Linked DNA regions of Mus musculus: all the other regions are linked to region 3. A link is a contact called in public HiChIP or PLAC-seq, Micro-C and promoter capture Hi-C data. All regions are on one chromosome and are shown on one strand. The core of a region is the stretch at or near the end of the contact, and the rest is flanking DNA. Distances in the headings are between cores, read along the strand shown. Region 1 has its middle 15 kb from the start of Gm38552. Region 2 has its middle 13 kb from the start of Gm38552. Region 3 holds the start of Dera (deoxyribose-phosphate aldolase (putative)). Region 4 overlaps Dera (deoxyribose-phosphate aldolase (putative)).

Region 1 (6,024 bases), core at 2,762-5,261, 120 kb before region 3:
GCATTTAGTTCTATTTACCTTGCTATTGTTGTTTCTTATATTAAAAACCTTGATACATTCTTCTTTGCTGGAGTCACTACCTGTTATAAAATGTCACTAGATGTGCTGTGTAAACAGAGCTACTGGATACAGTGTTTCTTTACCCTGCTCGGGACAATCAGGTAAGTGATGCAGATTTAGATCCCAGCCCATGCCCAAGTCAACAGAGGAGGCCTTCTGACCTCAGTGGTCATCACAAAAGCAGATTCCCACCATCCACTCCTACTTCCTGCTGACTGCTTACCTGTGTGCTCTTCCAGGAGGAGGGCGTGACCTTGAGACATAGCCATTCGCCAATTGAGTTTATAGAGCTGCAGGGTCCAGAGAGACTCTGGCTCACAGCCAACCAAGCTCTCTCTCTGGCAAGCTCATTGCCTTGATGTTAACAGTGGATCTGGAAGAGTAGAGTCTTTTCGCCCTTTGCACAGAGCACTTTTATTCACTAAATCTTGTCAAAGAGCCACCTGTCTTTCATCTGCTGTGGTGGTTGAATTCCATTCGAGGGGCAAACACACACATACACACACACACACACACACACACACACACACACACACACACACACACCTGTTAGTGTTTACCTGACACTAACCAGGGTCATTTGGGCAGAAGGAATCTTAATCAAGAATTAAGGATTCTTAATTAAATTAGTTAATAAGATTAGCCAGTAGGCAAGTCTGTAGGGCATATTCTTGATTGATGACTGATGTGGGCTCACTGTGGGTGGTGCCACCCCTGGACTGATAGTCCTGGATGGTGTAAGAAAGCAGACTGGACAAGCCATGGACAAGCCAATAACAGCACTCCTCCATGGCCACTGCATCAGCTCCTGCCTCAGCCGAGTTCCCGCTCAGCTGAATCCTGCCCTGACTTTCCTCAGTGATAAACTGTTACCTGGAAGTATAAGTGAGATAAACCCCTTCCTCCACAAGTTGCTTTCCGTTGTTGTGTTTATCACAGCAATGGAAATTGTAGCAGAGCGAGCCATCACAGAAGAAGGAGCAAGAGTAAGAGAAAAACACAGAGAAACAATGTATTCTGGAAACAGGGCTGCTGTACATGCAGACTCATAGCTGCCATGGCTGCCTGTAGGCTTAGATGTTTCAAAACCTACTTAATTAAGGGTTCTTAAATACTTCAACCTTTCTTCCAGCCCTCCAACCAAAGGTAGAGAAGAAAGCCTGTTTAGAAGTAGTCCTTTGAGATGGTACCAGTCTTTGTTGTCAGGACGTCAATAGTCTAGTCCAAAACATTAGACTTGAATCAGTACCGGCAGCCTGGTCCAATCAGCAAACACATATCAGTAGCAGCAGCTCGATCCAGAAGAAACCATGAAGCTCCACCAATTTGGTACAAGTCCACAGAAGCACCCAGAATAACCATGAGAAGTTCTTTGGCAAGTTTCTCTCTATGAAGTCAAGGCAAGTGAAGATCAGTATAGACCAGCAAAACTTTGAAAGAAGAAGCAAGGCAAGAGCATCATTTGCAGTCTGTTGGGCTCTATTTATACTCTTTCAAACATCATGCGCCCTTTCAACTGTCTGCCTCATCAAAGCATCGTCTCATGTGTCTGCTTCAGGAAAACATCCTCTCATGTATCTGCTTCAGGAAAACATCCTCTCATTACCCAGCTTCCAGAAAAAAAAAAAAAATTACATGACAACTGAGCCTCCAAGGAAACCAGAAATTATACTTCAGTTGTCTGTACAAGATCTGCACAAGATCAAGCCAGTAAGTGTTCCAGTTTGGATGGGGAGAGGGAGGGATCATGAGCTGCCATACGTAGCTGAGGACAGTTGACAGTCTGGGGGAAAGAAGAGTCACTTCTTAATGAGGTTGTGGCCCTGATAAGTTGACCATGGATGCCCAATCCAAGGAGATTATGGCCAGCATAAACTGTGCCAGTGGGTTATTTTAAAAATAGTAATAATAAAAAGGACACGGAGATGAACAGGGTGGGGGCAGATCTGAAAGGAGTTAGGGAGAAGAGTGAAGATACGATCAAAGTACATTATCTGCAGTTATCAAGAATTAATAAGAATATTATGTATTAAAAGTGTTTAACACATCACTTCTTGGCCTTTTGTCTAAGATCAAGTGTAAAAGTGTTTAACCACAATGGAAGATAGGAATATCTGGAATCTCTAAGCTATACAGCAATAACAGATTCAGAAAGCCTCAGCTTCGTATAGGATAGAAGCAAAGCACCTAAATAAATAATACATGTGTGCAAATAATCCTGACTACCAGGCCTGAGGGACAGCACATGATGGGGTTTACTGAATGTCAGAGACGTTTGCTGAGGGACAGCAAGGCCACAGCTGTCTCAAACTAGCATTTGCAGAGCTGGAAGAAGAGTCCAAGAGGGAGGTTCCACAAATACCAACTTAACTGAAGCTGATCCAGAAGAGACACGTTGTTCCTTCGGCGCCCTCTATTGACAAGGTCAGGCTAGTGCCATTCGGCGAGGCATGCGTCATTCAGTGAGAAGAGAGAGTAGATTTGTGTGCCGCTTAGAATCAACAAACTGATAATTGGGTCCGTACAGATACAAAATGCCTTTTTTTCCCCCTAAGACATGCACACAGAAGAAATGCCTGTTTCGTATTTGTGCAAAGACAAGCTGGGGAATTGCTTTGAGTCCTGAGATCATGGTGAGGGGTACCTGGCATGCAACCATTGTTGCTCTGCTCGGCCCCAAATAACCAGTCTGTATAGGCAGCCTCTTCGCAGCACGACACTATGGCTCGCCGTCACTTCCTGTTTGAATTACTTTTTTAAAGACATAAACAATAGCAATCACACACACAAGCCTCTCTTGTTCAGTTGCTCTGAACAGGTTAATTGTATGCTGAGGAAAAGCGTTCCTTTTCTAATGACTCAAAAGCAAGACAGACGAGTGAGTGAACGTGTGATTTGATTCAGACATTCTTCTTAGATTGTTGCTGTTTGCGGCCATCACCTGGACCTACCCCTAACACCGGTGAAGTTAAGAACCTAGACTATCTAAAGGCATCCGTCCCAGGGTTCCTCAGGCTACTGGACAATTTCCATTTCTTGAATGAAAAAAAAAATCTCAGAATTCATTGATTTGGGGGTAAAGTTACTGAAAGCATCGAGGAAGGTCAATGAAACGGGTTGCTTAACTGAGGGAAATAGATGCCATCCTTGCTCACTGGTAGTTTCTGTGTACTCTTTATGCATAAATCAGTCTCGTTTGTGATAAGGAACACTGGAAGGGCTTGGATTCTCAGGAGGAGCAGACAGAAGCAGGAGCCCTGGGCCGTGGTCTAGGGAGGGCTTTGTGTGAAATTGCTGAAATGGAAGCAGACAGCGAGTTAATTCTGTTGCATTTCTGATGGGTTACTCTGCCGTGCTGGAAATGCTTCGAATGTGGACACTATTAAAGAAACTAAGCACCCGGTGGAAAGAGCGGGACAGGGTTGTTTTAGGTAAACTGGGCTGGTTGCAACAGCGGATAGATACTTTCTTTCCAAGCCTTCGAAAAGTAAAGGGGATACTCTCTTTCCAAGTCTTTGATGTTATCTTTCAAATGGGGGATGAACACACTTTTTGTCAACTTTCTCTACACCCTGAAATAACAAGACTCCATTCCCAAGCTTTTCTGTACCATAGTTAACAATTATTCTAATTGTCAGTCCCTGGATTTTTTTTTTATGCTTTCCCTGAAATGTGATAATTTGTAGGCTAATGTAAGAAATTAGACCATTTCCTAGTTTTTCTAAAAGGAAAGCACAAGGCTTCCTCTCTCAATAGATTGACATCGCAACCCCTCCACCTGTGAGAATCAATGAAGCGTTCACTCATTCGGAGTTCTACCGCCTTCTTGTCAACAAGGTGGAGGGAGTTTGTTTTTTTTTCTTTTTCTTTTTAGTGCTTTCTCTGTACTGTCATTTCAGATTCACAGTTGCTAAGTATTCCAGGAGCCCAGCAGAGGGACTCTCTCATGGTGTGATTTGCAAACTTTGAAATAACACCCACCATCAGAAGCACCATATGTTGCTGCGTTATAGTCAGCTGACAGGAGCATGTCATTTGTCATTCGAAATTCAGAAAATGTCAGCATCTTCATACCCAGCAATTGCCTACACGCCTCTCTGGTTAGCAAAGAGCATCATTGAGCCTAAGTGCACATGAAAATATGGGAGTCGTATGGAGGAATAAAAATAGCGGAGTCAGTATTAAGACACACAGCTTCATGAGCATATGGACAGACAGATCAACTTCCTATGCTCCCACCGTGTGTGTGTGTGTGTGTGTGTGTGTGTGTGTGTGTGTGTGTGTGTGTGTGTGTGTGTGTCTGTGTGTGTCTGTGTGTGTCTGTGTGTGCATGCATGAGTATGTATGTATGTGTGCGTGCATCTAGGAGAAAGGTCTGACCCATAGGGTTAATGGCATTTGGGCTAATCACGTTTTCTAACACTGGTGACTCAAATGTATCTTTTAATTATAAAATAGGATACCAAAGAATATTTTTTAATCCATTAAAGGCAGATTCAACATAAAACACAAGCTGTTTCCTTTGTGATTAAATTGCATGCAGCTGCGCTAGCTTCCGCAGAGCCAAGAGAGAAAAGCACTTGGTAATTCTTCCTAATTAGAGGATGCTAATTACTCCTAAATACAATGCACTTTCAATGTTATAAAGGTTCCTCTAAATCAATGTTTTTATAGGGCTAAAAATTAATAATGATTTCAAATCCATTAACTGTGGCCAAACTACCCATTTGTTCATGCTTGCACATGACTTTACAATGAAATCTCTGAACTGAAATGAGGTGAGGACCGAGCCACATGGCCTGGCGTATTAGCACATTATTTCCATGTTGATCAGTGCCCCATGGTGGTGTTTCTTCCCTGTGCTCATGTCATGGTGGAAGCAGAAGCAGGCACTCTGTGGTTGGAGCATGGTCATGCTTCCAATTTGCCTTCACTCTGTGTTCCCATCAGATAGCGGAACTTCCCTGCAGCAGGGGCTGGGATCTAAGTTCTTAATCACACGAGGGACCCATGGGGACAGAGAAACTCAGTTGCTGGGCACTACACGTTTTCTCCTTTGACACAAAAGTCCATGAAGACTTTGAGAGTCAAACAAAAGTTGTCCATTTTGTCTAATTAAAATACCAGGGCTGTATCAATGTATAGAACCAGTGAGATGTTTCAGCAGGTGGAAATGTCTGTTCCCATGCCTTATGAGCTGAGCTCAGTCCCTGGAACCCCCCCCCCCAACACACACACATGATAAAATGAGAAAAACAACTACCTTTATAGGAAAAGTATAGTGTATGTGTACTCAAATAAATGCACAAAAAGATTTAAAAAGTATATAAATTTTAAAATAACACTGTTCACTACACACTCTTCCAACTAAATTATGACCCTTATCAAATAAAGTCTTTTAAACATTTTTCTGGGATTAAAGTGGTTCAAGTGCACTATTGCATATGCCAGCAAGATTTTGCTGAAAGGACCCTGATATAGCTGTCTCTTGTGAGGCTATGCCAGTGCCTGGCAAATACAGAAGTGGATGCTCACAGTCATCTATAGGATGGAACACAGGGCCCCCAATGGAGGAGCTAGAGAAAGTACCCAAGGAGCTGAAGGGGTCTGCAATTCTATAGGTTGAACAACAATATGAACTCAACAGTACCCCCAGAGCTCATGTCTCTGGCTGCATATGTAGCAGAAGATGGCCTAGTCAGCCATCATTGGGAAGAGAGGCCCCTTAGTCTTGCAAACTTTATATGCCCCAGTACAGGGGAACTCCATGGCCAAGAAGTGGGAGTGGGTGGGTAGGGGAGCAGGGCGGGGGGTTGAGGGAGGGGTATAGGGAACTTTTGGGATAACATTTGAAATGTAAATAAAGAAAATATCTAATAAAAAAAAGAAATTTTAAAAAATAAATAAATAAAGTGGTTCAAGTGGTTGCCAGGCATGCATGAAAACCCGAATTTAGATTCCCAG
Region 2 (5,660 bases), core at 1,499-3,998, 89 kb before region 3:
ATGCGCAGAGCACCCTTACTGATGGGCGCCCCTAAGCACGTGCCTTAGCCTGTACATGCGCAGAGCGCCCTTACTGATGGACGCCCTTAAGCACGTGCCTTAGCCTGTACATGCGCAGAGTACCCTTACTGATGGGCGTTCTCTCCACTGGACTACAGGATCCTAGATTTGCTGCCCTGTGGTTTAGAAATCCCTTCATTTGACTGAAGAAGAATACTCCATCCAGCCCGATGCTGCCCCACCCTGCTTCCTGTAGCTTTATAACATACTTGCTAATGAACGCGGAATCAGGAAGAGATAAGCCAACGGTTTTATTATAAGAATGACGAGAATGGTGTTAAGCAGTTGCTATAGAGCAAGACCCGAGAAATGCCTTCTGAGTTTGAACCTTCCTTTCTGGCACTGCCTAGCTGACAGATGAGCTTCAAGGAGCCCCAGCAGGTAGGACCTGAGAAGGAGCCTGTGCACATATACAAAGAAGCTTATTTGTGTGCTGGGGACATGGCTAGGCTGGCAAACTGCTGCAGTGCAAGCACGAAGTCTCAAGTTCAATTCCCAGAAGGTCTAGTTTTCTGTTTTGCTTTTTTAAAAAAAGCTAAGCATAGCAGTACAGTGTGAGCCTGTAATCTTAGCCCTGGCTAAGCCTGGGTTGGGAACATCCCTGGGGGTTAGGACCAGTCAAACCAAGCCAGTGAGCTCCAGGTTTATTTTAAAAAATAAACCCAGACTCTAAATACATAAGCAAATAAGTAAGGTGGAGGGAGACTAAGAAAGTTACTCAAAGGCAACCTCAGGCCTTCACATGCACACAGACACCTGTGAACACACACATGAGTACACACTAATACACACACAAACCCACATACACGTACACACATACGTGTACACACATGCACACATGAGCGCATACATTCACACACGCATGCACACACATTCACACAAGCATACATGTCCAGGCACACAAACATATATACACACGCACACACATGCACAAGCAGCACACATACACACACGTACACACACACATACAAACACACATACACACACACAAAAAAAATACTTTTTAGAAGAGATTCTTATTGCTAAATCCTTACTTTTTTTCTAAAGTGGTCAGGGGAGTACCTGAAATTTATCTTGTCACTCATTTCCCAACTTCCCAGAATCAGTTGTATTTATTATTCCCCTCCACATTTCAGAGGGAAGGATAAGCTTTATCTGAGGGTGAGATATTGAATAAACAGATGATTCAGGCTCGGCAGCTTCCAACCCCCCTTTCTTAGCAATGTTTGGCCTTAGGAGTTGTTGTTGCTTCCCTATTCAAAAGTGAACTGGAATCCTAGTCATGGAACACATAAAACCTCCCCCTATTCAAATGCAGCACAGTTTCCAACTACATGGCCAGAAAGCCAGCACATCTCAGTAGACGGCATGCACCGTGAAGACGAGTCAGATCTGCTTTGGCTAGGTCTATAAAGGCTGGCAGAGGGAAATTTCCTATATCAGTCCAGCATCAAAGGAGAGAGGTGAAGCTACCAGGAAATCAAATAGCAAGTTTGTATATGCAGGGAGCAGCCAGTTACTGAGAATGGCTGGGTAGTCAGAAAGTAGTCATGAGCCGCTCTCTGGCAGCTGGGGACAGCTAATGTGGAAGGGATGCACAAAACCACATAACTGTGTATCATAGGAACATGTCTGTACACAAGACTTCCTACTAGGATGAGATGCATTCCACACACAGACTTCTAGCCTGTAAAGATGGGCATCTGTGCAAAGCCACCACAAGAAAATCAAATAAGAAACTAACAGAAGGGAAAAGAATATTCATTAGAAAAGACTTCTTCATACAGAAGATAAAATTATAAATCAAATTTGTTGACATGACGGTAAAAACAAAAACCCAAATAAAGCTGCCTTACTCATAGAGCAAGAGCTCATAGCAGGTGCACAAGAGCCTAGGACCATCGCAGACAATCCTTCAAGGGATAGTCTCTTGTGCACTGTGTAAGAGCATTCACCTGTCAACAAAGAGCTGAAAGGCCAATAGCAAAGCAGGAGAAGATAGGCGGGATTTCCAGAGAGAGAGGCACTCTGGGAAAGAGTCCAAGGTGGGAAGAGTCTTCACCTAGACATGGAGGTAGCTGGACATAAGTAACGGAGGAGAGGTAAGTAACCAGCCATGTCACTGATGTAGACTTGTATAAATGGGTTAATATCACTAAAGTGCTAGTTGGGGAGCAAGCCTGAGCTAAAGCCATCAGCACTGTAAATAAAATAAGCTTCCATGTCATCATTCGGGAACTGGGTCGGACATAGAGAAGACCAAATGGTTACACAAAAGAATAATAAAGGGGAGAGATAAAAAAGACTTGCATGGGCTGGAGAGATGTTTCAGTGGTTAAGAGCATGCACTGCTCCTACAGAAGACACAGTTATCAGCACCCACATCAGGTAGCTTACATTCATTAGTAATTCCAGCTCCAAGGGATCTGATGGCCTCTCCTGGTCTTATGTGGGTACCCAGACACATCACACACACACACACACACACACACACACACACACACACACACACACACACACACACTTCCCATCATCATAATCATCACCACCATCATCACCAAAGGTTTTTAAAAGGTTTAATAGTTCAGAAATATGGTAGCAAAGGTTCAGAGGAAAAGAAGACAAGACAGTGGCTAGACTCAGTGGCTGACTCAGTGGCTGACTCAGTGGCTGACTCAGTGGCTGACTCAGTGGCTGACTCAGTGGCTGACTCAGTGGCTAGACTCAGTGGCTGACTCAAGCGCCACCTGGAAGAACAGATGATAAAATCATTTCAGATAAGGGGAAATCATGACGTTTAGCCAAAGCTCCCTTCAAAGTCAAACAACCTTAATGCAAAACCCATAGAGTCACCAAGAGGAGCGGGAGGGAAGCAATTGCAGAAAAAAAAATTGTTACTCTTGATTAGAAGCCAACAGATAGTCATGTAAAGAAATAAAAATGTAGGGCTGGAGAGATGGCTCAGCCGTTAAAGGCTAGGCTCACAACCAAAAACATAAGAAATAAAAATGTAAACATCACTAATTAAAGTCCCCTCGCAAAGGATGCCGCAAGACTTCTTTGAACTCACTGCACAGGGCCAAGAGATGAGGGCAGGTCTGAGAGCTCAGCTTCAGCGAACACCAATGCAACTGTGTGATACTTAGTCCTTTACCACCAGAAGCAAAAACCTCTGCCCAGCACCGCAGGGCTACACTGTAGTTGATAATCAATAGAAATATAATGTAGTTTATCCCCCAAGAAGCCAGAATGTGCCTCCCCACACTCCTGGGTTGCCAGGATACAGGCAGGTGATTCGATCCCTAACAAATGGAATGATGACCCAGAAACTCGGTATCCAACATAACTGTGAGGAAGCCAACCTTTGCCACCATGGCAGAAGTTCTGGAGCCAAGTGCCCAAGACAAGACTATAGTTTTACGGAGTGGTTTGAACAGTGTTCTTAGCTGCCTTCCTATACTTCCAACATTCTGTACAATGCTCGGGATATCATAAGCACCCTTTCTGCACATATACTAGGGTAGAATCCTGTTGTTACTAATGCCCGGCTATGCACAGTATTGGCAGAGCACACGCTTAAAAAGCAAAAGACAAAAAACGTAAAACTCTTGAACACACTTAGCACCTAACATTTCCATAAGCCCTAGGGGTTCCCTACACAGAACCTTCAAACAAAAAGCCAACTGTCTGTGAAGTGTGCCTCCCTAGAGCACGTTATCTATCCCAAATGTAAGTTGAAGAATGGCGTCTGTTACAATAAGGCTCGGCATTAAGCACCTGACTGCACTTGAATCATCAAAAGCTAAGCATTCCAATTCGGTAAAAGGAAGTGCAGCTGGGTCTCACCACGCTTGTTTGCTGGAATCCGTCGGAGATTTCAAGGGTAATGATTCTAAAGACGTCTAAAGTGTTTATTCTCGGCTCCAACGCTTGCTTTGAAAGCCCAAAGTGGAATCAAGTTCACTGTGAACAGATTAAGGGATGGTGTCACTACCATCTTTCCCACTCCTACTCTAGGATATGAAGACCAGAGTAACACACCACACTCCTGGGGTTGCACAGGGATACAGCCCTGTGGCCAGTGGGTTTGACCGGCTCAAGGATGCACTCACAGAGTTGAGGACAAGCATTCCTTCCCAGGCATGGTTCCAGTATCCCAATCTGTATCTTGATGTAAGGTCTCAATTTCCAGTCTTAAACTGCAGACTCTTTAGGTTGGCAGCATAAAGCAACCCAATCAAAGGGTGATCTACTCAGGGCACAAGATCACCTTGAAACACCCCCTTGATGGCATGTTTCAGGACTGAATTGGCTCACAATTCACCTAACTTCCCTTTGCTAAGTTGAATACAGAAGTCTCATTTTTCTTCACTCTGAGACAGTCTCATATAATCCAGGAGGGCATCATACCCCATATGTGGCCAAAGATAACCTTCCTCTTGCCTCTTCTTCCCCAAGTGCTAGGACTATAGATGGATACCACCATTCTTGGTGTATGTGGTACTGGGAATCCCATCACAGGTTTATGTTTGCTAGACAAATGCACTACCAACTGGGCTACATACCCAGTTCCTTTACATACAGTGAATTTTTCAAGCTTTACCTCATTCCTGTCAATCCTGGGAGTAAAGTACAATGTTATGTTACTACAGCATCATATTACTGATCAAATGAATTGAAAACATTTCCCAAAATTCCTCCAGAGAAATTAGTGCCATAAAACTAATGATTTGAGCTTGTTTTGTTTTAAATTTAATGTATAAGTGCATTTTGCTTAATGTGTATCTGCGCACGTGGAAGCCACATGCTGGTACCCACAGAAGCCAGAAGAGGGCACTGGATACCTTGGAACAGGAGTTACAGGTGCTTGTGACACGGGTACTGGAAATCAAACCTGGGTCCTCTGCAAGAACAGCAAGTGCTCTTAACTGTTAAGCCATCTCTCCAGCCCCAAGATTTATTTTCTAAAAATCAAATTTTAGGCCTGTCTTTTCTACAGATTCCTCTTTGTTCTTGTTGCTTTATGTTTGAAAAAGTTTTAGTTCGTTGTAAGGTCACCGTCTTTCACATATCTTGCATTAAGCATTTGGTTCTCATTTGTCCCATTAAATAAGAACTGACCAGATGGATACCCTCCACTTTCTCTCCTGAGCAGGTTTTGAGCAATTAAATATGATTATTTTTACTGCATATTTTATGTATCAGCCAGATGTTATCTGTGGTCATTTCTGGAAGAGATCACTCTGTGGAGGTTATAAAATACTTATTTTCTTTTGGGAGATGGAACTCCTGAGTATGACCAGGAAAGCACATGAAATTGATTTACTCTTGTATAGCTTGTTCCAGGGACAAAATGGGCCAAATAGCTCAGCATCTGTGAAGGCAAAGGTCTATTCAAAATTCCCTTCTTCAGAGCTTTGCATTCTGCTTGCGTTGTGTGAGAAACAGAAAACAAACAGACCCCGTCTGTGTGAATATCTGTTTCCCACTGTACTTTGCCGCTTCCCAAAGAACTGATTTGGCCTCTGGAAGCTGTCTGTTTGTGACACAGTAAAGTGGTGGCTCACGCAAGACCTTGCGTGCAATGACTTGCCACGTGG
Region 3 (5,710 bases), core at 1,273-3,772:
AGGTTACTTGGGGAACTGAAGAAAAAAAAACATGTTTATGGACATTTTAAGGAAAGGTCTAGAACATGTTGGTTGACAGACCCTGGAGGGATTAACAAACAACCAGCATGGTGGTTTCCTGAGTGTGCTCCAGAACCACCCAGACCCAGACGGTTGGACATCCACGTTCTGCTATTACAATCAGAGCATCCCTGTCTGGAAAGCCTCTTTTACACATCCCCTGCTGGGAGAAACTTTCCTTGCAGAGTTCTCATCCTAAAAATCAAGTTCAGGGCCAGCCAGATGGCTCAGTGGGCAAAGACAATTACTGCCACACTTAGACATCCTGAATTTGAATCTTGGCTGTCAAAAGGTAGAAGGTGAGATAACTGTGAAAGCTGCCCTCTGATCTCCAGAGGTGTGCATGCGCGTATTCCCACCCCCAGCACTAACACACACACACACACAAAGTAGACAAATACATTTGATTTTTAAAAGCTGTCTTAAAGGCTGATGAGATAGATGTCTCAGCAGTCAAGAGCTCTTCCAGAGGCCCTGAGTTCAACTCCCACATGGCAGCCATAGACCATCTGAAATCCAATCCCAGGGGATTGGATGCCCTCTTCTGGCCTCAACAGGCATTGCACGTGTAATGGTAAACAGACCGTGTACAGGCAAAATCTCACACATAAAATAAAAATAAAATGAAAAAAATTGTAAATAACAATGACTAATGAATTCTACAATCTCCCTGGTGATAACTGCATTTTCCTAAAAATTTTTTAATACAAATGTGTTTAAATAACGCTAATTTCTTTTTAAAAAGTAGTACTCATTAAAAACATTAAGATGTCTTTAATCAGCAAAAAACCACAAAACTCATCAATTAAAGCAATGTTGAAATTAATACAGAACAATTTTTTTCATAGTACATATATAATTCACGTGATTTACTTTAGCAGATTAGATTACAGCTGTGTCACGCCTAAGGATTAATACCACAGCACACAAAAACTCTTGCAATCTATGTGATTATAACAAGAACAGTAAGGAAAATATAATCTATACATGGAGGTGTGAGTGCACATTAACTATTACTCTAAATAGCAGCTGTTAATGTCTACACTGTTACTTTGCAACACGGGAAAGGTAGTGTTTTGATGGCTTTTTAAGAAAGCTCTTTCTATATAGTCCAGGCTAACCTGACACACAACTGATGCTGGGGTTACAGGTGTGTGCAATAGCACCCAGCCCAGGACTTACACTTTAAGAAAGTAAAAATGGCCGGACAGTGGTGGCGTACGCCTTTAATCCCAGCACTTGGGAGGCAGAGGCAGGTGGATTTCTGAGTTCCAGGCCAGCCTGGTCTATAGAGTGAGTTCCAGGACAGTGTAGAGCTACACAGAGAAACCTAGGGGCTGGGGGCGGGGGGGGGGGGGGGGAGTAAAATTGGCTTAATTGCATCTCCTGAAAGGAAAATTTGAAACTTTAAAAGAGCTGTTGGGGGGGGGGGGGAATTATGTTACATCCTCGACCTTGTACAAAGATGCAGACTAGCTTCATCTTCAGCCCTTAGTCCATCTTCCAGGGTCACTGCTAAAGTTTACACTGCAGGGATAAAGTGTAAGGCTCTGTTGGAGAGAGGGACTAAAGTGCCATTAACCTGGTACAGAGACTACCTGTCAAGCATGCAATTCTAAACACTTCTAAAGTCTAGACTGGCAAGTCCCTTCTGAAAAGAGTAACCCTGTGTATCACTCACAGCCACTCAAAATCAGTCCCTATGAAAAGAACTTAGTGCGCTCATTATCGTTGCTTATTCAACACTAAGTGCAGAGAAATATACCAGCGGCTCCAAGTATCCCCTCCTCACACTATCCAAACCACCTTCAGACAGAAGTAGCTTCCTAATAAATAACTACTTTACAGATGCCGGTATATAAGCACAGAGTGAGTAATTTACCCAAAATCACACACCTAAGAGGGTCCAGGATACAAAGCAAACAATCTATTATGCAAAGTTAAGTCATTGACATTTGGCTCAGTCACGTTTTTGCTACGTTTGAATTACAGACTTTTAATTTTTTTTCCCAGAAATATCTGAACTAGTATCAATAAGGTGAAAAATAGTTTTAAAAAGAACATTTTGTCTAAGCATTTAAAATCATTTTTAGCAGACGGCGATGACCACCAGCACAGCCAACTTTGGGAATGGCTACGTGAGTCCGGCAGTAAATGAATGGCACACAAGTACCCGGCAGGCTTTTCACTCGGGTTGGTTTACTGCGACCACAGAGCTACATAGTGCAAAGATCTAATTAACCCTTCCTTGCTTCCGCTTAAAGGGTTAAGACTGCATAGAGCCTGGCGACAGGGCTGTCCCCGAGTTCTGCCTCAGTTCAGGTCTCCGCCCTCCGGGGATCGCCCTGGGCACCCCCACCCCCAACCTGGCGAAGGGGAGCGCAACCCGCTGGCCCTTACCGAGCTCTGTGCCCCGGCAGTGAGCAGCCATTGTGGCCACCGCTGAAAGCCAACCCTTGCTCCAGGTCGCCACACGGGCCTGGCCTTCCTCCTTCCTGTCAAGTCCCCGCCCAGAGCCACGCCCCTTTTGCAACGCCCTACCAAAGCCACGCCTCTTCGGTCCTGTACCACTTAAACTTTTCTCCAGCTCCTGGGCTTGGAGCCCAGCCAGGTCATCACCCTACCTGTTCCCTGTCTTTCCAGGTCAGGCCTGTGACTTGAGCATTCCCCAGCTCCAGAAGTCTCCCAGACCATTTTTAAATGCTTACATGGCCAATTGAACTAGACAGAATCAGACTTAGGAACTTTAGCTGTAGGATCATGTGAGTGGCAGGACTGGATTCTTTCTTGCATGAGCGGAGCAATGTAGTCTTGGACCCGAATTGTGGGTAGTGTTCCAGAGCCCTCAGGGGACAGCCAAGGTAGTCTAGGAGCTAGAACGCGCTGTAATTTCTAGTCTGGACTCAGTGAAAGAGCAGCTAGGACATAAGCTTAGGAAGACTCGGTTTCTTATTTTTGTTTTTTTTTTTTTTAAGATTTATTTTATGTATATGAGTACACTGTAGCTGTCTTCAGACACACCAAAAGAGGGCATTAGATCGCCATTACAGATGGTTGTGAGCCACCATGTGGTTGCTGAGAATTGAACGTAGGATTTCTGGAAGAGCAGTCAGTGCTCTTACCGCTGAGCATCTCTCCAGCCCTTTCGTTTTGTTTTTAAGACAGTTTGCTTTGTAATCACGGTTGGACAAGAGGTTGCTGTGTTGAATCTCCTGCCCCAGACCCCAGATCCCCATTGCTGGGATTACAGGCAGATGCTACATTCAATAAAAGGTCCAGCTTCTTTCATTTAGAAAATATAGTATTTTCATTTTTGTGTCTACACACATATGTGTGCATAGCACATGTGTTCAGGTATGTGCAAAGGCCAGGCCAGGCCACTCTGGACCAAGAGTTAGTCAGGAGCTGGGAACCATACTTAAGTGTTAAGAAGCGCAAGCACTCTCAACTGCTCAGTTCCCTCTTCAGGCCTGAAAAGAATTTTTTTAACTTAGTTCTGTGAATAATTGAGTATGTAACCTAGGACACACTACTGGCCTTAGTTCTGTGAATAATTGAGCATGTAACCTAGGACACACTACTGGCCTTTGTGAACTTCATTTTCCTTATCTGTAAGAAAGGATCGCGACAATTTCTTTGCTTTCTAAAGTTGAGATTCAGTGATGATTTTTCTCAGCCTGGTTTCTCTGAATTACTCCAGGTTCACAGTCTAGGGGGTGAGCCACTGTATCTGTACTCACATGGACCATCTCTGCTGAGCTACAAGTTTGTCTGAACTACAAGTTTCTCTAGTGAATCAATTGCTCTAGTTCTTTCATCTCAGGAAAGTCCTGCCAGAGATGTACATATACCCAGAGACTCAAATTTTGAGAATTAAGCAGCAATCTGGTAAACAGGTCTCTAATGAGCTCAAACTATTTGTAATTCAATTCTTAGTGACTAGAAGGTTCTAGGACATAAGTCTACTTACTGCAAAACTGGGTGATCAAAATAGGTTTGTATGCAAAGTTGTAGTTTGTAAATACCTGAGGCCATGATAAATGTAAGTTATTAATGTGGTGTCAGATACACAATTACTCTGCTAGATAGAAACCTGCTTATTTCCCTACTGAGCTGCCATCTAGTCTGGTCCACACACAGCTACTTCTAAATATTTTGGATGTATGTCTAGGCCATATTCATAATGCCACTGTTATTTTCACTTAACCTTGCAAAACTTGGAGCAAGCACTAAAAACCTGGAGCTTATCTGAAACCATCTAGATCACCAAGAACGCCAACATCACGCATAGCCAAAATATTCATGTCTCAATGGAGAAACCTATAGAATTAACCTAGTCACAATGACCAAGCAATCCTACCTAATATGTAGCTATCTCGTGTGGCCTGGCCATGTTCATTAAGTGCACACATATGCACTACCATGTCTGACTTTACACGTGGCTGCTGGGAAAGCAAACTCGGATGCTGGAACATGCACAGCACACCCTTCACTGACTAGGCTGACTCGCCAGTCCCCACTTTACTTGGAAGTTTCAGCCCCACTGAAAGTTTCAGCAGGCTATGAGAAAATTGGCACACTGTCAAAGAATTATCTACCAGCACCCACAAGTGTCCCAACCTCCTGGTTCATATTCTAAAGCCTTTCCTACAGTGTAGATTGCAAGGCTGAGAACCAGGCAAAGGCGGGAGGTGGGAGACAGCAACATCCAAGAACCATGGGCAGCACAAGGAAGGATTAACAGAAGGGAGCTTCCAGGAAAAGCACACAGCCACGTGTAGGAATCAAACACACACGTGGGGTCATCCATGCCTTTTCATGTGAGCACCTGAATTTAAGGTAGCGTCAGTCACTAAGGAAGCTGAGAACAGGTTTAGCTGAGGAAAGGCTTCTAGCATGAGGGCAGAGGTTTCTCCTGGTGACTCAGAACAGAATAGCTTGGCCAGCACCTGGACTTTGCTCAAGTGAGCCTTGTTTCAGCCTCAGGACACTGCGATCTGTTACCAAGCATGCTGGTTCAGGCTACAAACGTGCTGCAGCAATAGGAAAGCAATGGCACAAAATAAGAAATGCCCTTAATTTATCAACTTCAGGAATCCAAGCGACTTCCATTACAAAAGATGCACTCAATTTTATTTAGGGTCAGACTCTCAGTCTAATCTTGATACATGAACAATACTGCTACAGAGCAGAAAACCAAGCATGTTAAACATGGACAGGGGAACACCACTGCCTGAGGCTCATCAATGCCTGTGACGGGCTTCCCTGGCTCTCCCAGGAACCGCCTGTAGTGCCGCCAACTTCTAGTCACAAACTAGTCGAGACTTTTCTGATCAAAGTACTAAAGGCCACTCAGAAGATAAATTACCAGAAAGCAAATTAATACAAGCTGTTCATCTGTATTTCCAAATTACTAACTTAATCTCTTCACATTGTAAAATAAGTAAATAAACTACAAATTTATTATCCAATTTATTAAAGGTTGACTTTTTGAATGACCCAAGTTTAAATATGAGAAAGTTTGGTATATCATAAATACTGAAAATTAATGATTAACCCAGTTTCATTAAATCATGTGGTTATTTGTACAACCGAGCAGATGTTAGACTACGTACAGCAGTTTTTCAGAATATTTTCAGAACTGAGATTT
Region 4 (5,295 bases), core at 2,728-5,227, 71 kb before region 3:
AGCCCCAGAACTGTCACCGGCTGACTTCTGTTGCATTAACGAAGCAGCAGACCTCCCACACAGATGAGGATTTCACAAAAGATAGGGACCCTTTCATAGCTGGCAGATGTTTTCCACAACTCCCTTCTCTTGAGTCTTAAACCTGTTTGTGTAGTTTCCAGGAACAGCAGGAGACACATGATAACAGCAGCAGGGATCAGCACCCCAGTGCACCATGGGGGTCAGGAGCATAGCAGAGCCTCAGCACTGTTACCAGGCACCGATACAAGAATGATCTTCAAAGAGGCCACTGAGACATGGAGAAGCTAAGTAGCTCTTCTGAAGTCACATGGTACAAAGTCTGTCTGTCTCACTCTGTTTCTATCTCTCTGTTTCTGTCTCTGTCTGTCTCTGTCTCTCTCCCCCTCCCTCCCTCTCTCCCTTTCTCTATGGGTGTGTGTGAGTCATTTCAGCTAAAGCAGTTTACCTTAGTTTATCTGTTAGAATTGTCCCATTTATCTGGGGCCACACAGCAAGTCAAAACGGAAACACCTTCCTTCAGGTGGTACCTAGCCCAGCAGTGCTCAAAATCCAACTCATCCATGCACAGTATAGGACCACCATATATGGCTAGAGAAGAAAGTTCTGGGTGCTACTTCCTAGAAGGGTGAAAACCAATCACGATGCTGTATACTGTATCACACACACACACACACACACACACACACACACACACACCACACAAACACACATACACATTTAAAAAACTAGAGTGTGAGCTCTGAATGCTTTCATTCACCAGGAGACAAATGACTGAATACATATATTCACACAGATCTGAATATCCCAAGGAGTATGACTACTGAAATGTCACATGGTGATTCTATGTTTATTTGTCTCATCTTAACTGAATTGCATTTTTAGATGAAAGAGACCCATGTTCTGGATTCCCAACAAAGACCAACTGACTCAGACTTTGACAAAAACACACATACACTTGGGTGCAAGTTTCCAGCTCTGTCCAAGGAATCTGTGCAACAATGCTTACAATTAATTAGAGTCTCTCCAAGTCTATCGAAGAAATGTGGGCCAGAACATGAAAGACAACCTAAATCTTCCCTTATAGTTGTTTTGAAAAGATACTTCCAGGGCTATTCTGTACCCTGGAAGACTCACTTAGACACGCCTTTATTATACATGCTGGGAAATGTCCAAGCAAATGTTCGCTCTTCCCTCCAAAGCCATGGCAACCCTGGAGTATGACAGCAAGGGTTGGGAGTCAGCCTGGTGTCCAGCTCTGGCTTACACGGTAGCCATGCCACTTCAATCTTCCTCCTTTCTAGAATGGGTCTGAAAACCCCTACTGCTTCAGAGAGTTACACGAGGCATCAGAAGGGATAATATATGTAAAAGCTCCCAAGTCCCTCAAGGACTACACACACACAAACGAAGCAGAGGCCTTAGGTAGGGCCTCTGTGGTAGCATCTGGGCAGTGGCCCCCAATCTCTCTAAGCAGCAGAGATTATGGGTCATTCTGAAGGGAGAACAGAAAACCAGAATGCCACGAGAAATTTAGACAGGAAAGAGAGTGTTCATGAGGGTTTGGAGGTCACAAAGACTCTTGGGAATTGTGTCTGGGAAGCCTAAGGAAGGCTGAATTCCAAAGTAACTGCCTGATGTTTCTGGTGAAAGAAATCTCGAGGCAGAATAACATGCAGAGTGTGGCAGGGCTCTTGCTCACTGTGCTGACTCCGATCTGCAGGGAGAAGGGAAGAAGAAAGAACAGTGGGGAGATAAGGAGCAAGGTACAGTGTTGGCAATGAAGGAGCCCTTCACTTCAACCTTCCAGCCTTTATTGTGGATTTCTTATAAACATTCATTAGGAGCTCAGTGTGTGTGTGTGTGTGTGTTTAAGACTCTCCTTTTAATAGATATATTTAGACCATTAACATTTAAAATGATCACTGATTCTGTTGGATTAATATCTACCATGTTATATCTCTTCCATCTGTTACATTTTTGTTTAATTTTCATACCCCCTTTTGGGTCTTCTCTGACTTCTTTGAAGATTCTACATGATTCCATTTCATTTCCTCTCATCATACCAATGATACTTCTCTCATATCCTATTTAGAGACTGCCCCAGAGTAGTAAATACTCACTTCATCCCAGCCCGTCTTCAAATAACACGACACTACTATGCCTTTGCCTTTTAATAAAGAGGTCCTAAATTGTTTCTTCTGTCTGTCAAAGTCCTGCTGTTGCTCATGAGTTTGGAGTTTCCCCCTAAAGGCCTTCCTTAAACACCTCCTGTGAGGAAGATGATCTAGCACTGCCTCCCTCGGCTTCTGCTCAAGATCAGAGAAGAGGGACAGCACCACTGTTACAGAGCTCCACTGTGAAGAACTTCTTTCCCTCACTCATTGCTGACCTGATTTCTGATGAGAAGTGTGCTGAGGTCATTTCCTGTCTGTTGGGGTCATTTCCTTTGTCTGCTGAGGTCATTTCCTTTGTCTGTTGGGGTCATTTCCTTTGTCTGTTGGGGGTCATTTCCTTTGTCTGTTGGGGTTATTTCCTTTGTCTGTTGGGGTCATTTCCTTTGTCTGTTGGGGTCATTTCCTTTGTCTGTTGGGGTCATTTCCTTTGTCTGTTGGGGCCATTTCCTTTGTCTGTTGAGGTCATTTCCTTTGTCTGTGGGGTCATTTCCTTTGGCTTGGGTAGGTAATATGTTTTCTTTCTCTGGCTTTAGTTTTTCAAGGTTCCCTGCTGCCTTTGATTTTCTCCTATTTGTATATGCCATGACTAGGAACAATTTTCTTTGTCAGTCTCTAGTTTTCTTAAATCTGTGATTTATGGCCTGTCCTTAATTTTGGAACATTTCTAGCCATTATATTCCCTCTATACAGTTCCTCCCTTTCCCTATCCTCTTTCTCTTTCTGATACTGGAATTACACCAGCATTATAACTTCTGAAGTTCTCCCCACGTTTTTGGAGCTTTTGTCTTTCCTAAGGACTCTGTCTCTTTACATTTTAGTCTCAGAAGCATCCATCAATCTATTGTCACAGTCACATGGAAAAGCAAGATCTGGAAGTATTAAGGGCCATGCTAGGTCCTTCCTTCCTAGACATCAGGTGTGAACTGAAATTAGAATGCATAACGCATATGGTATATACAAGGAATACTGTGGAATATGTCAGATAGATACGATGGTCAGAAAGAACTGCAAAGTTTGAATTAATCCCTTCAACTAGATTGATGCAGGGGCGATGCATGGGCGCCATTTGTGACAGACGAAACTGGAAGATAGGGTCTGTGGGAGAGCCTGGCCATCAGACATAATCTCTGAAAGCAGAGGTGGCACTGCCTCCACGTAAGTAAGCTGTTAGGGGACACAGTGATTATATAAACGTATGTTTTAGGTGATGCTACTATTGGCCTAGGGACAACTCCGCATATGTGAAGCCCAGGGTTTCATCAAAGCTTCTGTTATGTTTCTTACATTAAATCACTATAGAGGGTTTTGAACCTGCAAACATCTGGCTTCTGTCCTGAGGGCAGCATGAGGTCTGATCACATGACTCCAGGGTTTTTAGCTGCTGCATTTACTGTCTGTCATGGAAATCAGGAAGAAGAATGACAGAGAATCACACAGCATACAGTTCAGGCATTTAGGAACTGGCTTTCATTAGATTTCAGGAAGAAAAAAAAATCAAGATTTGATTACACCGAATATTTTAGAAAATACATCCTGTCAGTGCTTTCCCACTGCCGAAGAACACTGGACTCGCCAGTGAGACTAGGGAGCCACACTTTAGTTTCATTTCTCGTTTTAATATTATTTCTCCTGCCCTTTGCTAAACAAAACTACCTCAGAGAAATACATGCTGCTTTCAGAATCATCAAAAGCCCTAAACACAATCAACTCTCCTCAGAGCACATGTGAACCCAGTCACAGCCAACCCACCTCAGAATGGGTGTGAACCCAGCCACAGCCAACTGTACCTCAGAGCACCGTGAACCCAGCCACAGTCAACCCACCTCAGAGTGAGTGTGAACCCAGCCACAGCCAAACCTACCTCAGTGTGAGTTTAAACCCAGCCACAGCCAACCCTACCTCAGAGTGAGTGTGAACCCAGCCACAGCCAACTGTACCTCAGAGCACTGTGAACCCAGCCACAGCCAACCCACTTGAGAGTGAGTGTGAACCCAGTCACAGCCAAACCTACCTCAGTGTGAGTTTAAACCCAGCCACAGCCAACCCTTCCTCAGAGCTAGTGTAAACCTAGCCATAGCCAACTCTACTTCAGAGCGTGTATGAATCTGGCCAACCAGACCTCCCTCATGCTGAGTTTAGGAGCCAGAACCTTAAGAGAAAATACCTCCCCATCAGCATAAGCTATCCTACAGCTGGTCCACAAGTTTAATGACATGAGCTAATGCCAACACTAGGTGGGAAAGGCCTGAGACGGTCAGGAGTGGTCCAATCAATGGACCAGTGCTCAACTGTGAGTAGCTGAAATTAAAATTAATAATAAATACACTGCTTTACATAAAACTGTATTTCTTATTTTCCTCATTTGGCACCTTTAGCTCAGCTCTCTTCTTGTGGTCTAAGGCTACTCAGAGCTTTCCTGCAGCCTGTAATTACAAGTCTCCATGGTACTGTTTCATTAAAAACTTCCATTAAACAACAGCTGCCCCTGTATATGGTCTTCTAATCAATTTGGTCAAAGACAATGACTTCTAATCAGCTGTTGATAAAAATAGAAGATGAAATTTTAATTCTAATAGATTAACCACAAACTCAAGACAGTCTTCAAAATCCATCTAACTCGACCCTCCAGTGGATTTAATGACTATTCAGCAACTCATTACTAAATAGAACAAGACGAACATTTTCCAGTTCATTAAAGAAATGTACTATGTATTTTTGCATTGTCCTCATGATTCGTTACAGGGAGTCTTAATTACAAGATAATGGATAATGGTTATTAAATGCAGACTGCAGTAATGAAGCCCTATTCATTTGCGAGCCTCAGAGACTGCAAAGGGAGGAAAATAAAATTACTAGCTTCAAAAGATTAACGGATCAAATTATTATTCAATTTTCAAAATCTCATTCAGACTTCATAGAAACAAGAAGAGATTAAAAACTAGTATTAAGACCAAAGTAGTACATTTACAAAAATAATATCTTAGGGCTATTGCTGCATAATAAGCTTCAGATGTGATTATTTTTTAAAGTATAACTAACAATGGGAAAACATACATTTTTATTTCCTGAACAAATCTTATTTATGATCCAGGCAGTTTCT

Evidence for each region. Promoter capture Hi-C pulls out the DNA fragments that hold promoters and counts their contacts. A called contact is a pair of places that touch in the nucleus more often than the background predicts. HiChIP or PLAC-seq counts read pairs in DNA pulled down with a chosen protein or histone mark.
Region 1: a promoter capture Hi-C map of hippocampal neurons shows a contact between it and region 3, with 3 times the contacts expected there. The contact joins the enhancer-like site here to the promoter of Dera in region 3. A contact is called at or near these places in 1 of 39 promoter capture datasets (hippocampal neurons), 3 of 484 Hi-C or Micro-C datasets (cerebral cortex, liver and trophoblast stem cells), 2 of 115 datasets of contacts at active chromatin or transcription factors (bone marrow-derived macrophages and embryonic stem cells) and 2 of 9 other capture datasets (adipose tissue and pancreatic islet).
Region 2: a contact with region 3 is called in a Micro-C map of trophoblast stem cells, with 5 times the contacts expected there. The contact joins the enhancer-like site here to the promoter of Dera in region 3. A contact is called at or near these places in 9 of 39 promoter capture datasets (embryonic stem cells, liver, stem cell-derived epiblast-like cells and 1 more), 1 of 15 datasets of contacts at CTCF or cohesin (embryonic stem cells), 19 of 484 Hi-C or Micro-C datasets (ECoMG myeloid progenitors, embryonic stem cells, liver and 4 more), 4 of 115 datasets of contacts at active chromatin or transcription factors (embryonic stem cells, intestinal crypt epithelium and intestinal villus epithelium) and 2 of 9 other capture datasets (adipose tissue and embryonic stem cells).
Region 4: a contact with region 3 is called in an H3K4me3 HiChIP or PLAC-seq map of bone marrow-derived macrophages, with 2.6 times the contacts expected there. The contact joins the enhancer-like site here to the promoter of Dera in region 3. A contact is called at or near these places in 6 of 484 Hi-C or Micro-C datasets (embryonic stem cells, liver and nephron progenitors), 2 of 115 datasets of contacts at active chromatin or transcription factors (bone marrow-derived macrophages and embryonic stem cells) and 3 of 9 other capture datasets (adipose tissue, embryonic stem cells and pancreatic islet).

Annotation. Positions count from the first base shown.
Region 1 is chr6:137,868,973-137,874,996 of GRCm38.p6, reverse strand. No RefSeq gene overlaps it. Among named protein-coding and RNA genes, the nearest start is that of Gm38552, 15 kb to the right of the region's middle. Within about 2 kb of position 4,011, at least 16 of the 459 cell types and tissues checked have an H3K27ac peak or open chromatin away from gene starts, as enhancers often do. A contact at or near this core is called in hippocampal neurons, where this site is marked.
Region 2 is chr6:137,840,664-137,846,323 of GRCm38.p6, reverse strand. No RefSeq gene overlaps it. Among named protein-coding and RNA genes, the nearest start is that of Gm38552, 13 kb to the left of the region's middle. Within about 2 kb of position 2,748, at least 14 of the 459 cell types and tissues checked have an H3K27ac peak or open chromatin away from gene starts, as enhancers often do. A contact at or near this core is called in trophoblast stem cells, where this site is marked.
Region 3 is chr6:137,751,389-137,757,098 of GRCm38.p6, reverse strand. Dera (deoxyribose-phosphate aldolase (putative)) reads right to left here and starts at 2,522. Exons shown (of 9, transcript NM_172733.1): 1 at 2,461-2,522. The coding sequence starts at 2,491. Strap (serine/threonine kinase receptor associated protein) reads right to left here. Exons shown (of 10, transcript NM_011499.3): 10 at 5,169-5,710.
Region 4 is chr6:137,823,918-137,829,212 of GRCm38.p6, reverse strand. All of the region lies in intron 6 of Dera (deoxyribose-phosphate aldolase (putative)), which reads right to left. Among named protein-coding and RNA genes, the nearest start is that of Gm38552, 30 kb to the left of the region's middle. Within about 2 kb of position 3,977, at least 29 of the 459 cell types and tissues checked have an H3K27ac peak or open chromatin away from gene starts, as enhancers often do. A contact at or near this core is called in bone marrow-derived macrophages, where this site is marked.